2 separate regions of the Bicyclus anynana genome follow, and region 1 is linked to region 2. Evidence: chromatin contacts called from public Hi-C data. All regions are on one chromosome and are shown on one strand. Each heading gives the region's core, a stretch centred on a gene start, on an enhancer-like site or on the middle of the called end of the contact. The rest is flanking DNA. Distances are from core to core; before and after follow the strand shown. Region 1 overlaps LOC112044586 (ATP-binding cassette subfamily G member 4). Region 2 holds the start of LOC112044586 (ATP-binding cassette subfamily G member 4).

What was found. Hi-C and Micro-C count contacts between places; a contact is called where the count stands out from the background.
Region 1: a contact with region 2 is called in a Hi-C map of whole larva, with 2.5 times the contacts expected there. The contact joins the enhancer-like site here to the promoter of LOC112044586 in region 2. A contact is called at or near these places in 2 of 2 Hi-C or Micro-C datasets (whole body and whole larva).

What each region holds. Positions count from the first base shown.
Region 1 is chr9:6,718,491-6,724,683 of ilBicAnyn1.1, reverse strand. It overlaps LOC112044586 (ATP-binding cassette subfamily G member 4), which reads right to left. Exons shown (of 10, transcript XM_024080468.2): 5 at 2,856-3,094; 6 at 587-697; 7 at 1-60. Among protein-coding and RNA genes, the nearest start is that of LOC112044602, 13 kb to the left of the region's middle. Within about 2 kb of position 2,958, at least 6 of the 8 cell types and tissues checked have open chromatin away from gene starts, as enhancers often do.
Region 2 is chr9:6,678,564-6,684,803 of ilBicAnyn1.1, reverse strand. It overlaps LOC112044586 (ATP-binding cassette subfamily G member 4), which reads right to left and starts at 2,556. Exons shown (of 10, transcript XM_024080468.2): 1 at 2,290-2,556. The coding sequence starts at 2,410. All of the region lies in intron 13 of LOC112044581 (ATP-binding cassette sub-family G member 1), which reads right to left.

The sequences.
Region 1 (6,193 bases), core at 1,709-4,208, 39 kb before region 2:
TTTCTTTGGGGGTAGGTAATGACGTCAAATATACTTCTTCAGATTTACTTCTTTTATATTCTGAAAAGAATAGGGATGATATCAGAAAAATACAGAAAAAGGAATTTTGGTAACATTACAAAACAATAAATTAGTTTTGTAAGTATGGGTTAAACCTGAAAGCATTAACCACATCCTCTAAAGTTCTAAACTTAGGAGGTTCGAATATTGGATGATTTTTCAATTTTACAAGTCCTTTAGTCCTACGATGCGCATCACGCCATATTTAAAGACGAGAGATAGACAAAGTAATGTCGATGAATAGCGACGAAATACATGACATCGCTCTCTTTTGTCTTATTACAACGAAAGAGAGAGAGATATTTTCCATTCTGCCGCTATTGCTTGATATGTCTTTCTTTCGTATCGAGATTATGTTGTGCTGCGCATTATAGGCTAACTGTACTATATTTAAATTCAAGGGTGCCAATTTGTAGCAAATAAAGGAGTTGTTTTGTTTTATTTATTATCATCATCACATCGTTTTGATCTTGCCTCAAGCGACAACTCGCTTGTCGTGATTAATTTAATAATGCTTCGTATTTACCTAATAATTTCCTATCAGTCTCATTGGGTATATTTTGTGTCCATTGTTCGCTTATTCCATTTTGCGAACATTGCACTAGTCTTTGTTCATTCTCCGCACATACTTCTAGAACTGAAATAAAAATATTGATTATTAATTATTTATCATTCATCTTGTAAAACTATCTATGAAGACATTCAGTTGCAAACGAGTTTTTTAGTCGATGGTTATTCAATTGGCCAAAGGCCGCCGGTATAAAAACTGTGATTATCTTTTTCATATTTTATACATTGAACTTGATTGAATGTCGAGCCTTTCATTAACAGACAGGACTGCCTCTTGGTTGTCCACAAAAGGTTTCATTTTTAATTCTGTTTCAAATATAATATAATGTATAAAATCCCCGTGTCACGGTCCTTCTGGTTCACTCCTATAACGTATAATTTTATCCTCTTAACTCGACATCCCATTTTTCAATTTAAATCTTTATTTAAGAACTTTTGTATAAAACAAATTCGAATAGCAGAACATCATTTGCAGGATCAGATAGTAGCTTATATAATTTTCTTATAGGAAAATCTTATATTAACGGGGCACTGCTATGGCCCCATATAAAACTAGCCGATGCCTCGTGGTTTCACTTAGATTACTCTCTACAATACCACAAACCTTGCCTCTCTGTCAATATAGATATAAATAAAAATAAAAATTTCCGATACTTTGTAACCGAAAGTACTCCATAACGGTGAGATTTTTTTGCTGCAGAATACATTACCTGCCCTAAGTAATGACTAATAACAGAAACCTTGACAAATGGTACATTCTCTTGCCTTGAGGTTTAGTGTCACAACAATGAGCGTAATATACGAGTAAAGTCGTTGAATCTGATTCATTATTATAATAATCTGCCGGTCAATTAGGTATGTATCTCAGTAAATGATTGACGTATATTGAGTATTGATGATTGCCTCATTGGTCCCGTGGTAAGCTGGTTCAGCTACGGTCAATGAGGTCCAGGGTTCGAATCCCGGGTCAGGCCAACAAAAACAAATTGGGATTTTTCTTACAAGGAAAATCTTAATAGCAGCCTGGAGTTAGGAAGTTGGCGGTGTTAGTACACCCCCGTGCCTCGGAGAGCACGTAAAGCCGTCGGTCCTGCGCCTAATCTTTCACCGGTCGTGTCGGTCTGCCGTCTCATCGGGTTTCGAGAGTGAGGGAAGAGAGAGTGCACCTGTGCTTGCGCATACACTTGTGCACTATAATATCTCCTGCGTACATGGTTAATCTCACCATGAGATCAGCCGCCGTGACCGAAAAGTCGGTCGGGAGCATATTATTATTATTGATGATTGATATGAGAGACAACATCGTTTTTCATTGTATGTTTGTTTTGTTCATCTAACATGGTTATATCAACGAAATGACGTTCATCATATTTATATTTTTAAAAATATAAATATGATACTTGTTTAATAACAAGATTATGTCAACAAAATGACGTTGACAACGTCATTTTACATTAAGTGGCAGTGAATATTATTATTTCAATGATTAATTATGTCATTTCGTTGAAAAATCCAAATTAAAAAAAAGTCAAAAACTTAATTAATTTGTTTCAAGTAGGCTATTTCAACGTCATATTTGACTATTTGTAAAGACCCTACCATCGGTTCAATGTTAGGCGATCGATCAAAAATATTATAGTGACAAATGTTTTGAATCGTACACCGAGACAAAGAAGAAGAAATACTTCATTGCACACAAAAGAAAATGAAAATTTTAAAATGAATAATTGAAAGTAAGAATTAGCATGAAAAGGCAGCTTTATTGCAATGAGCAATCTCTACGCAGCATCCCCTAACGAGAGATACATAATTAATTGACACGATGTATGGCATCTCGCTGATGCATTCTAACTTCATGGGAACGAAACTATACTATACTAACTAGCTTCATTGAAATTTATAGTTAAGTAGTTACATACTCTCATCATCATCATTATCAACCCATATTCGGCTCACTGCTGAGCTCGAGTCTCTTCTCAGAATGAGAGGGGTTAGGCCAATAGTCCACCACGCTGGCCCAATGCGGATTGGCATACTTCACACACGCAGAGCATTAAGAAAATTCTCCAGTATGCAGGTTTCCTCACGATGTTTTCCTTCACCGTTTGAGACACGTGATATTTAATTTCTTAAAATGCATGCAACCAAACATCCACTAGGCTATCACGGCCTCCATAGTTATGTAAGGCAGATTAATTATAAAATATTCAATAATGTATACTAACAAAAATCTACAGCATTGTGATAAGGCGGACAGATGAGGTGTAACTGCTCCAAGTAAGGCAGCAGCTGAGGGACCGAGCCCATGTAGGCGCACCGTCCGCTCGCCACACAGAACAGCTTGTCCACCATGTGCAACACCAGGGCCGAAGGCTGGTGCATGGTGATCACCACCGTCCGCCCCTGGCGTGCTAACAGATGCAAGAGGTATATCAGCTGCTTCGATATCGACGAGTCCAGCCCACTGAAACGAGAAAGTTAAATTATAAGCTTTTGTTTAATTTGCAATGCATGTATATACCTATGTATGTCGTCGTTATCAACGAATATACGGCTCACTGCTGAGCTCAAGTCTCCTCTCAGAATGAGAGGGATTAGGCCAATAGTCCACCATGCTGGTCCAATGCGGATTGGCAGACGTCACACAGAGAATTAAGAAATTCTCTGGCGTGCAGGTTTCCTCACGATGTTTTCTTTCACCGTTTGAGACACGTTTTTTAGCGTTCCGGTACGATGCCGTGTAGAAACCGAAAGGGGTGTGGATTTTCATCCTCCTCCTAACGAATTAGCCCGCTTCCATCTTAGACTGCATCATCACTTACCTTCAGGTGAGATTGTAGTCAAGGGCTAACTTGTAAAGAATAAAAAAAAAAAAACGTGATATTTAATTTCTTAAAATGCACACAACTGAAAAGTTGGAGGAGCATGCCCCGGACCGGATTCGAACCTACACCCTCCGGAATTGGTAGGCAGAGGTCATATTCACTGGGATATCAGTCATATCCATTGGGCTATACCTATGTATGTATGTTTATTTATTCGGGTGAAATCTTGCAATTTTAAAGCAGATTTAACCAATTAAGCTGAAATATTGTATACTTGTTCAATTTGGATGGCAACACATGTTTAACTTAGTGACGTCATTCTAAATCCAACATGGCGGCATATTTAAGATGGCAGACTAGTCATTTATTTTCACACCATTTAAAAAACCATTGAACACTTTTTTTTTCTTTTTATTCCAAACAAATTGCAAAATATTTTAGTCATTAATTAGGTATTCTTTGCAATTTCCAATACCATTAATACATCTACTGAGTTTTTCTTTATTCCAAGACTAGACAAGAAGAGTTGGTAAAAGACGCGAGAGTATATCAATCCATCGGTCCCGGTTTTTACCATCAATATCTGATAGTAGTTCATTTACCATTATCACCCCAATTCCGCCAATTCATATTAGAGCAGTGTGGTAGTCTCAGCTCCATATCCCCTCTCCATAAGGAGGGAGGCCCAGTGCGGAAAAGGCCCAGGCAAGAAGATGAAGAATAAGGGTGCCTTGCCCTGTAGTAGGCTATTAAAAAATGGCTGATACTGATATTGATAATGAATAATTTCTCGTCACTCATCATTTTAAGTTTCTCAAAAGTGTCTACCTAACGGTCTCATTGCTTGCTTTAACAATACAAGTTCAAGGTTTCATCGAAATTAAGACAATCGATTAAAGGAATTATTGTAACACTTCTGTGTTGTAACCCTTTTAAATAAACAAAGGGTTTATTATTCATTGTTTGTAACAGCAAAAGTGCAAGATTCTCTGTCAACATTTAGATTTATCGACTATTTTATATATTTTTTAAGGTAAGCAATCTCATTATTCATTGATCTGAACGATTACCGTCATTAACTGTTACAGTTATTTAGTAAACGTATCAAATAAACTGTGAAACTGTAAAAAGTAGATTGTTTAGAACTATAAAAGGACTGCAGAATAGCGGATTAATAAAATCATTTTGAGGCAAAGTTGCTCATTCCTCCAACGATTTTATATCATTAAAATCTTCTTTTGACGGCCTCCGTGGCGCAGTGGTTTGCGCGGTGGATTTACAAAACGGTTCTGGGTTCGATCCCCAGCCGGGCCGATTGAGATTTTCTTAATTGGCCCAGGTCTTGCTGGTGGGAGGCTTCGGCAGCGGCTAGTTACCGACAAGCGATTTAGCGTTCCGGTACGATGTTGTGTAAAAACCAAAAGTGGATTTTCATCCTCCTCCTAACAAATTAGCCCGCTTCCATCTTAAAGTAAGAGCTAATTTGTAAAGAAATAAAAAAAAAATATCTTGACCATTTCTAAAGACTACCAGTTCTTAAGGCAGGTTCTGCTGAGAAGAGCCGGCAAGAAACTCAAAAGGTTAAAAAAGCTCTTTTAAAAAAAATCGTAATTTTTAAAAGTTCCCGTTGATCAATATTCTAGGACCTAGTCGTGATTTGGTGTTGAGTTTGGCCCCTTTACCTTTAAGCTAGGCATAAGACAGAGCAGTGATAGCCCAGTGGATATGACCTCTGCCTCCGATTCAGGAGGGTATGAGTTCGAATCCGGTCCGGGGCATGCACCTCCAACTTTTCAGTTGTGTGCATTTTAAGAAATTAAATATCACGTGTCTCGATCGGTGAAGGAACACATCGTGAGGAAACCTGCATACCAGAGAATTATCTTCATTCTCTGCGTGCGTAAAGTCTGCCAATCCGCATTGGGCCAGCGTGGTGGACTACTGGCCTAACCCCTCTCATTCTGAGAGGAGACTCGAGCTCAGCAGTGAGCCGAATATGAGTTGATGACGACAGGCATAAGACTGTTTCTGTTCGATTCCCCTCTCTTAGTACAGAGAGCTTGAAGGAGCAATAAAAAATATGATAATAGCAATTAAATCCATCCTTTATTACAAAATTAAATTAAGATGCAGATCGAAGAAAAAATATAAATAAAAAATATATAAATAAAAAAACCTTGAGATAAAACTTTAAAGTACATAAAAGCCTTTAATAAAGTATTTTCCGGTAATCCGTGGGAAAGCTAACAAAAAATCCCATTTTAACATAAAGGAGTAAAAAAGTTTGTTAATTAAGTAATTGTTTTAAATGGAAGCAAAGTGGACCTTGAAACATTTGTTTGTACAATTATATAATATGACATATTTAAAATATCATGAGACGACGATTCCAGTGAAATAGGGTAATAAAGAACTGATAATTTTCATTGCTTTAGTCAATTCCAAGTCAATGCCTGATAAGATTTTATGTACTATAAGCCTTAGTTATGTGGTTAATTATATCTATCACAGTGATTTGTGAATTGCAAAGAGGTCTGATAGCGATGACTAAGAGTCAAAGTTCGTATCTTTGTTTGACTTTAGATTCGGTAGTTGCTATGCTATCCACATTTTGTTTGACGGTCAAATTATATCCATTGTGACGTTAGTAGACGAATATACAGAATCATAAAAACAAGCTGTGTATTTTTGTAATTACTATCTAAGTATTTGCGCAGAGTATTTATGCATTTATATAT
Region 2 (6,240 bases), core at 1,307-3,806:
AAAGTGTTTTGTTAAGGCACGGCACTGTTTGACGGCCTCCGTGGTGCAGAGGTATGCGCGTTGGATTTCCATGACGGAGGTCCTGAGTTCGATTCCCGGCTGGGCCTATTGAGGTTTTCTTAATTGGTCCAGGTCTAGCTGGTGGGAGGATTCGGCCGTGGCTAGTTACCACCCTACCCAAGACGTACCGCCAAGCGATTTAGCGTTCCGGTACGATGTCGTGTAGAAACCGAAAGGGGTGTGGATTTTCATCCTCCTCCTAACAAGTTAGCCCGCTTGCATCATCACTTACCATCAGGTGAGGTGGTAGTCAACTTACTTGTAAAGAATAAAATAATTTTTTTTTACGTGAGTTTTTTTGTCTTTGCTATTTCAATTGATGGATAATGAAACTTTTTAAGATTTCCTTCCTTCCTTGTGTGTCCCTTCAGCTTCCGGCTTATATACACTTTGGTACATAATTATATTATAACAACGTACTCTTTAGAAATTGTGTAGGCACATATTTGTGTACAATTTTTTTTGTACTCTTTATTTGTACAACACAATAATAAAAAAAACAAGCAAAGCAGAAACATAAGACGAAGTAGATTACAAAAGGCGGCCTTATCGCTTAGTAGCGATCTCTTCCAGGCAACCTTAGGCTTAGCAACTTATTATGACAACTGTAGGTGGTGTGTATGTAATAATAATATACAATATATACAAATAACTACACACTAATAAATAAACCATATTAAACAAATTATATAGGGTGCATTCAGGTAATATCAAATGGATTTATTACGTAATAGCGAAGTGTTTGTGATTCCAATTTCAAAACTCTACATATATATTTTTTACTAACGTGGACTAAATGCCACCATATTATATAAAATGCTGATAAACCTTTAATACAAAATAAACGCTTCATTGTAAGAAATATCATACCGTACAGCAATGATATTAAATACTGTTAGATGTGTTACTAGCTGGCACAAAAAAAGAGGCGCTCAAAAGAGGAAATTTATAGTCAACTCAATGTTAGTTATGGTCAACAATAAAAGTTATTTAAACAAATAAATATAGTCTACAATGTCGAGTTGTGTGTTCAGGAAGTGTAAAAACTATTTAAACATAAATACATATAATGGAGTTAAGACAAAATTGTGCATGTGTGCTCTCAGTGTTGCACACTATTATTCGGATCACCTTTTGCGGTGATTTGTAGGGACGTAACAGATCTATAATATAAAATTATCATTGCCGTACAATAATCCACACGTGTAATCAGATGATAACAACAAATTAAGTATGCAACAATGTAGCAAAATGAAATTGAAGACGTATGAATACAAGGACGAAGAGTTTTATCCTACGGCCTACCTACGTGGGACGTGAGTCTCTCAGAGAGAGAGAGAGAGTCAGAGATCTCTATCATCAGCAACATAAGCCTGTATCCGTCCACTGCTGGACATAGGTATTTCCGAAATAGTAACCACACGATCCTCCGCCTTCCTCATCCAGCCACTTCCCACGAGTATATATTTTACAAACCCCTAAAATAAAACATACAAAATTATCAATAAGTATCTACTAGTAACTAAACATCGTGAGGAAACCTGCACACCAGAGAATTTTCTAAATTCTCTGCCTGTGTGTCAACCCGCATTGGGTCAGTGTGGTGGACTATTGGCCTAACTCCCTCTCATTCTGAGAGGAGACTCGAGCTCAGCAGTGAGCCAAATATGGGTTGATAATGATCTAGTTACTAGGTACCTACCTAGGCGCCTAATTAAACTAAGTTCTAAAAACTCGAAAAACAACCTAACTGAAGGTTAGATTTAACCCAGTTTTTTAATCACAAATCTTCTTGATAATGCTTAGAAGCACTATCAAGAAAATGATGTAAAAAGAAAGGTAACCTATTAAGTACTTTATAGTTAAAATTATATTAGATGAAAGGCCATTGACACCGTGAAGGCAGTAAACATTGCGTGAATATCGTTCAAAATTTAAGTTTATACCACCAGTAGGTAGATGAAAGTAAAAGTGTAACCACAGTAGATATAATAAGGTGTAACTGTTTAATTAGGTAATATTTGAAATATTAAGAATGTAAACTATACATTTTAACTTGTCGATTTTAGACGTGCAGTATTCCTTGACGCGCACTCCAAGTAGGTAAGTACCTACGCTTTTTATCATACAGCGTATGATAATAAACTTAAAGATAACTATTGTAATGATCTACCATTTGTTAATGAGCCAAATAGTATTTATCGTTGTATATTATGTAAGGATCCCCACCTCCAGTCAAGAAACCACGCCGAACTTTGTAGTGAACGTCTTCGAAGGTGATGTTGACAGAATCTTCCACCAGTGAGGTGGAGTTGGTCTCCTGCGAGTCCGACTGGTTGTCGAGAGCCATCGCCACTGACACTGTCGCAGCTACACTAGAACAAAGACTTCGTATTCCATCGCGAGACAACACAAAGACGCGGAGGAACAAAGGGAAACGCGCGAGCTCTACTCGCCTGAGCGCGGCGGCGATTAGCGGTATACTAGCGGGTTGGCGGCGCAGGCGTTTCTACCTCCTCACTACGTAATTATCGGTCGTTCTCCCCACCCGATGCTTGTCAGCTGTCGAACTCGGAGCAGCTGATTTGTTATCGTGACCAGACAAATGGACTGCAGTCGAATCCTCAGTAAAACTTGACACTTTACGCAACCGAAATCTAGGTTTGTGGGTGGAAGATACTAATGTGTAAGCTACTAAAGTGTCAGTCAAGGTTGAGCCGAGTTTTAATAGCTAACTAGTAGACGCCCACGACTTCGTCCGCGTGGAATTCTTTTTTTATTGTTTACAAGTTATCCCTTGACTACAATTTCACCTGATGGTAAGTGATGATGCAATCTAAGATGGAAGCGGGCTAACATGTTATGAGGAGGATGAAAATCTATACTCCTTTCGTTTTCTACGCGGCATCGTACCGGAGCGCTAAATCGCTTGGCAATATGTCTTTGCCGGTAGGGTGGTAACTAACCACGGCCGAAGCCTCCCACCAGTCAAACCTGGACCTGAACTTGACCGTCAAAGTTCATAGCCTATGTGTGTATATATATTCCGTTCTCGTAGGAATACGAGAATAATATATATAACCTATAGCCTTCCTCAATAAATGGGCTATCTAACACTGAAATAATTTTTCAAATCGGACTAGTAGTTCCTGAGATTAGCGCGTTCAACCAAAGAAAACAAACTCTTCAGCTTTATAATATTAGTGTAGATACAAAGGTACTTACTAAAGTAGATTGAAGAGTTGTAGTTAGTGATACATTCAGGTTTCGTCTAAGTTGTTTAACCAGCAATAATTCAACACGACTTGATGATAACTACTCTTCCGCTTATCTCACTAGAATATTTAACGTTACAGGTACGTAATCCGTAAAGTAAATCACGTTTAATAAATTATGTTTGTTATCCTTATTATCAGCTGATGGAGATTCTTCTGGAATAAGTCTCCTATAAGACTTCCAAAGTCAAAGTCAAAGTCAAAATTCATTTATTTCAAATAGGCTTAGTTTACAAGCTCTTTCGAAACGTCAGGTAATAATATTAAACTTAAAATAATGGTGATAATAATCATTTGACTTAAAATTTAAGTTACGAGGGTTTCAAACGCGCCTTAGTCCGAGAAGAGCCCACAACAAACTCAACTAAGGTTTAGTTTTTATTTACCACTATTTTACAAACTTATTTAAAACTAAGCACACAGTCGTATAATACTTAATAGTTTAACACCGAGCTTTTTTCTTCTTCCAAAGTCCAAACATTACAGCCTTGAGCCGAATGCTTTCAGCGGACCATGTTTTTGATAATGACAACAATATTTTACTAGGTATTCCTTTATCATTATCATCATTATCAGCCGATAGACTTTCACTGCTGGACCTCCTCTTGTGAGTACCTCCAAACACCACGGCCCATCCCTTCATCATCATCATCATCATTATCAGCCGATAGACGTCTACTGCTGGACAATAGGCCTCTTGCATAGACTTCAGACCACGGTCTCGAGCCGCCACTATCCAGTGCGGTTCCTGCGATTAGCGCGTTCAATTAAACAAACAAACAAACTCTTCAGCTTTATATTATTAGTATAGAAATAAAATGATACCTACTTGAAGTAAATTTTTCTTTGCTCATTATCAAACGGTCAGTTTTTAGTCGATTGCTCTATATAGCTTTTTATTAGATTTCAAAATTAAACTAAAATTGTGAACAGATATGGGATTCCAAATACTGGGTATTGGAAGTGCAGCGTACCAACAATCTAAACCGGAAATCCTTTTGTTATCACCATCTCACATATGTCATGAGTAAACAGTGATAAAGTTTGAGTGGACTCTATGAGCGACTTAAGTATTTAGGGCAATAGACAAGAGATCCAAAGTTTCTGATGAAAGACAAGTTTGCCCTCTTTATATGGTAATGCAGCAAACCTGTTTTGTAGGCATGCCGGTTTAAAATATGCTTCGTGTCAATGACCTATTTATTGGACTATTAGCGATTGTTGATTTTAGCTATATTTGAAAACTGAATCACTTAAAGATGTATGTTTTAATGTGTGTTTAGTCTAAATATATATAACACAAAGCCCAAACCACTGAACGGATCGGGCTGTTTGGCATGCAGGTAGATGTTATGACGTAGGCATCCGCTAAGAAAGGTTTTTGATCAATTCTACCCCCAAGGGGATAAAATAGGAGATGTAAGTTTGTAAGAAACTTTGTCAATTTTTAACCGATCCGGCTGAGACTTTGCATGCATAAAGCTACTATGACGTAGACATCCTTTAATGCACGCCATTGACGATCAATTATTCTTACGTTTCTGCAGCATCCACGACTATAACTGATCGTGTATTGGTCACTGCGTGCATGACGGCTCGACTTATGAAACGTCTTCGCTGACGTTTGCGCTGCAGAAACGTGAGAATAATTGACCGACAATGGCTGACTTTACAAAGAATTTTGAGAAATTCCAACTCCAAGAGGAATTTTATCCTCTGAGGGGTGACATTTTTAAAATTTTTTTGGGGATGAAAGTTTGTGTAGAACGTCCTTCATTTTTAGAGTTACAGTTTTAAAAATTTGTTCATAAATCATAAAAAAAACACGAAATATAATGTGATTCAAGAATTTTTTAAGTCAATTCCTAAAGTGATGAAATAGGGGTTGAAAACTTACGTTGATTTCCACGTTTAATATATAAAATCCGACTGTGATTTCGAGAACATCGTAGGCAATTTTTCTAAATTCATGGCAGTACTTTTGAGTTCATTAACAACAGACAAATCGACGGATAGACAGACAGACGGGGTGGAGAACTTTGTTTTATATTATGGATAACTGTAGAATTAAAAAACAGAATTAAGTAAGTGTTAGGTAACATTTATTGTTAATGATATTTTTCAGAGCGTTACTAAGTGGGTAGATACATAAAAATTACTGCCCGTACTTAATGGATTTTTAAAATACCTCGTTATTCAAAAATACCTTAATGGGCAAACAATTTAAAAACGTTTTCAATAACAAACGGATACCATTAAAGCGTTAATAAAAAATAGTACTTTGTCTGTCTGTCCATTGTTTTTTTTTATTATTACAATAATTTAGGTACTTATTAACTAAATGAGCTATAAAACTAAATTAAATGAGTTATTAACGTACTAGCGGACGCCCGCGACTTCGTCCGCATGGAATTCAGTTTTTCACAAATCCCGCGGGAACCATGATTTTTTCCGGATGTTATGTTATGTTGCCTTTCTGTTAATCCACAGTGAAATCTATTTTCATTTAAAATTTCATATAATCAAAATCATCAGTTTTCGTAAATCTTGGGAAGCCATGGATTTTTCGGGATAAAAAGTTAATCCAGAGTAAAATCCATTTCCATTTTAAATTTAAGCCAAATCGATTAAGTAGTAGCGACGTTCAACAGTAACAAACATCCAAACATACATACAAACTTTCTCGTTTATAATATTAGCAGGACTAATAACCATTATCAAGAACCATATTTTAAATATTTGTTGTAACTATCATGGGAAAATTCTTCTTATCTAAGTATGTTTAAGTATTTACATTGCAAATTTTACGAACTGGTTCGCCAATTTGATGTTTGATGATTATGTCCGTCACTAGAGGTTAGTTGCCCCAAAATAAATTATTATGTAGTGTGTGCGAACTTATTAA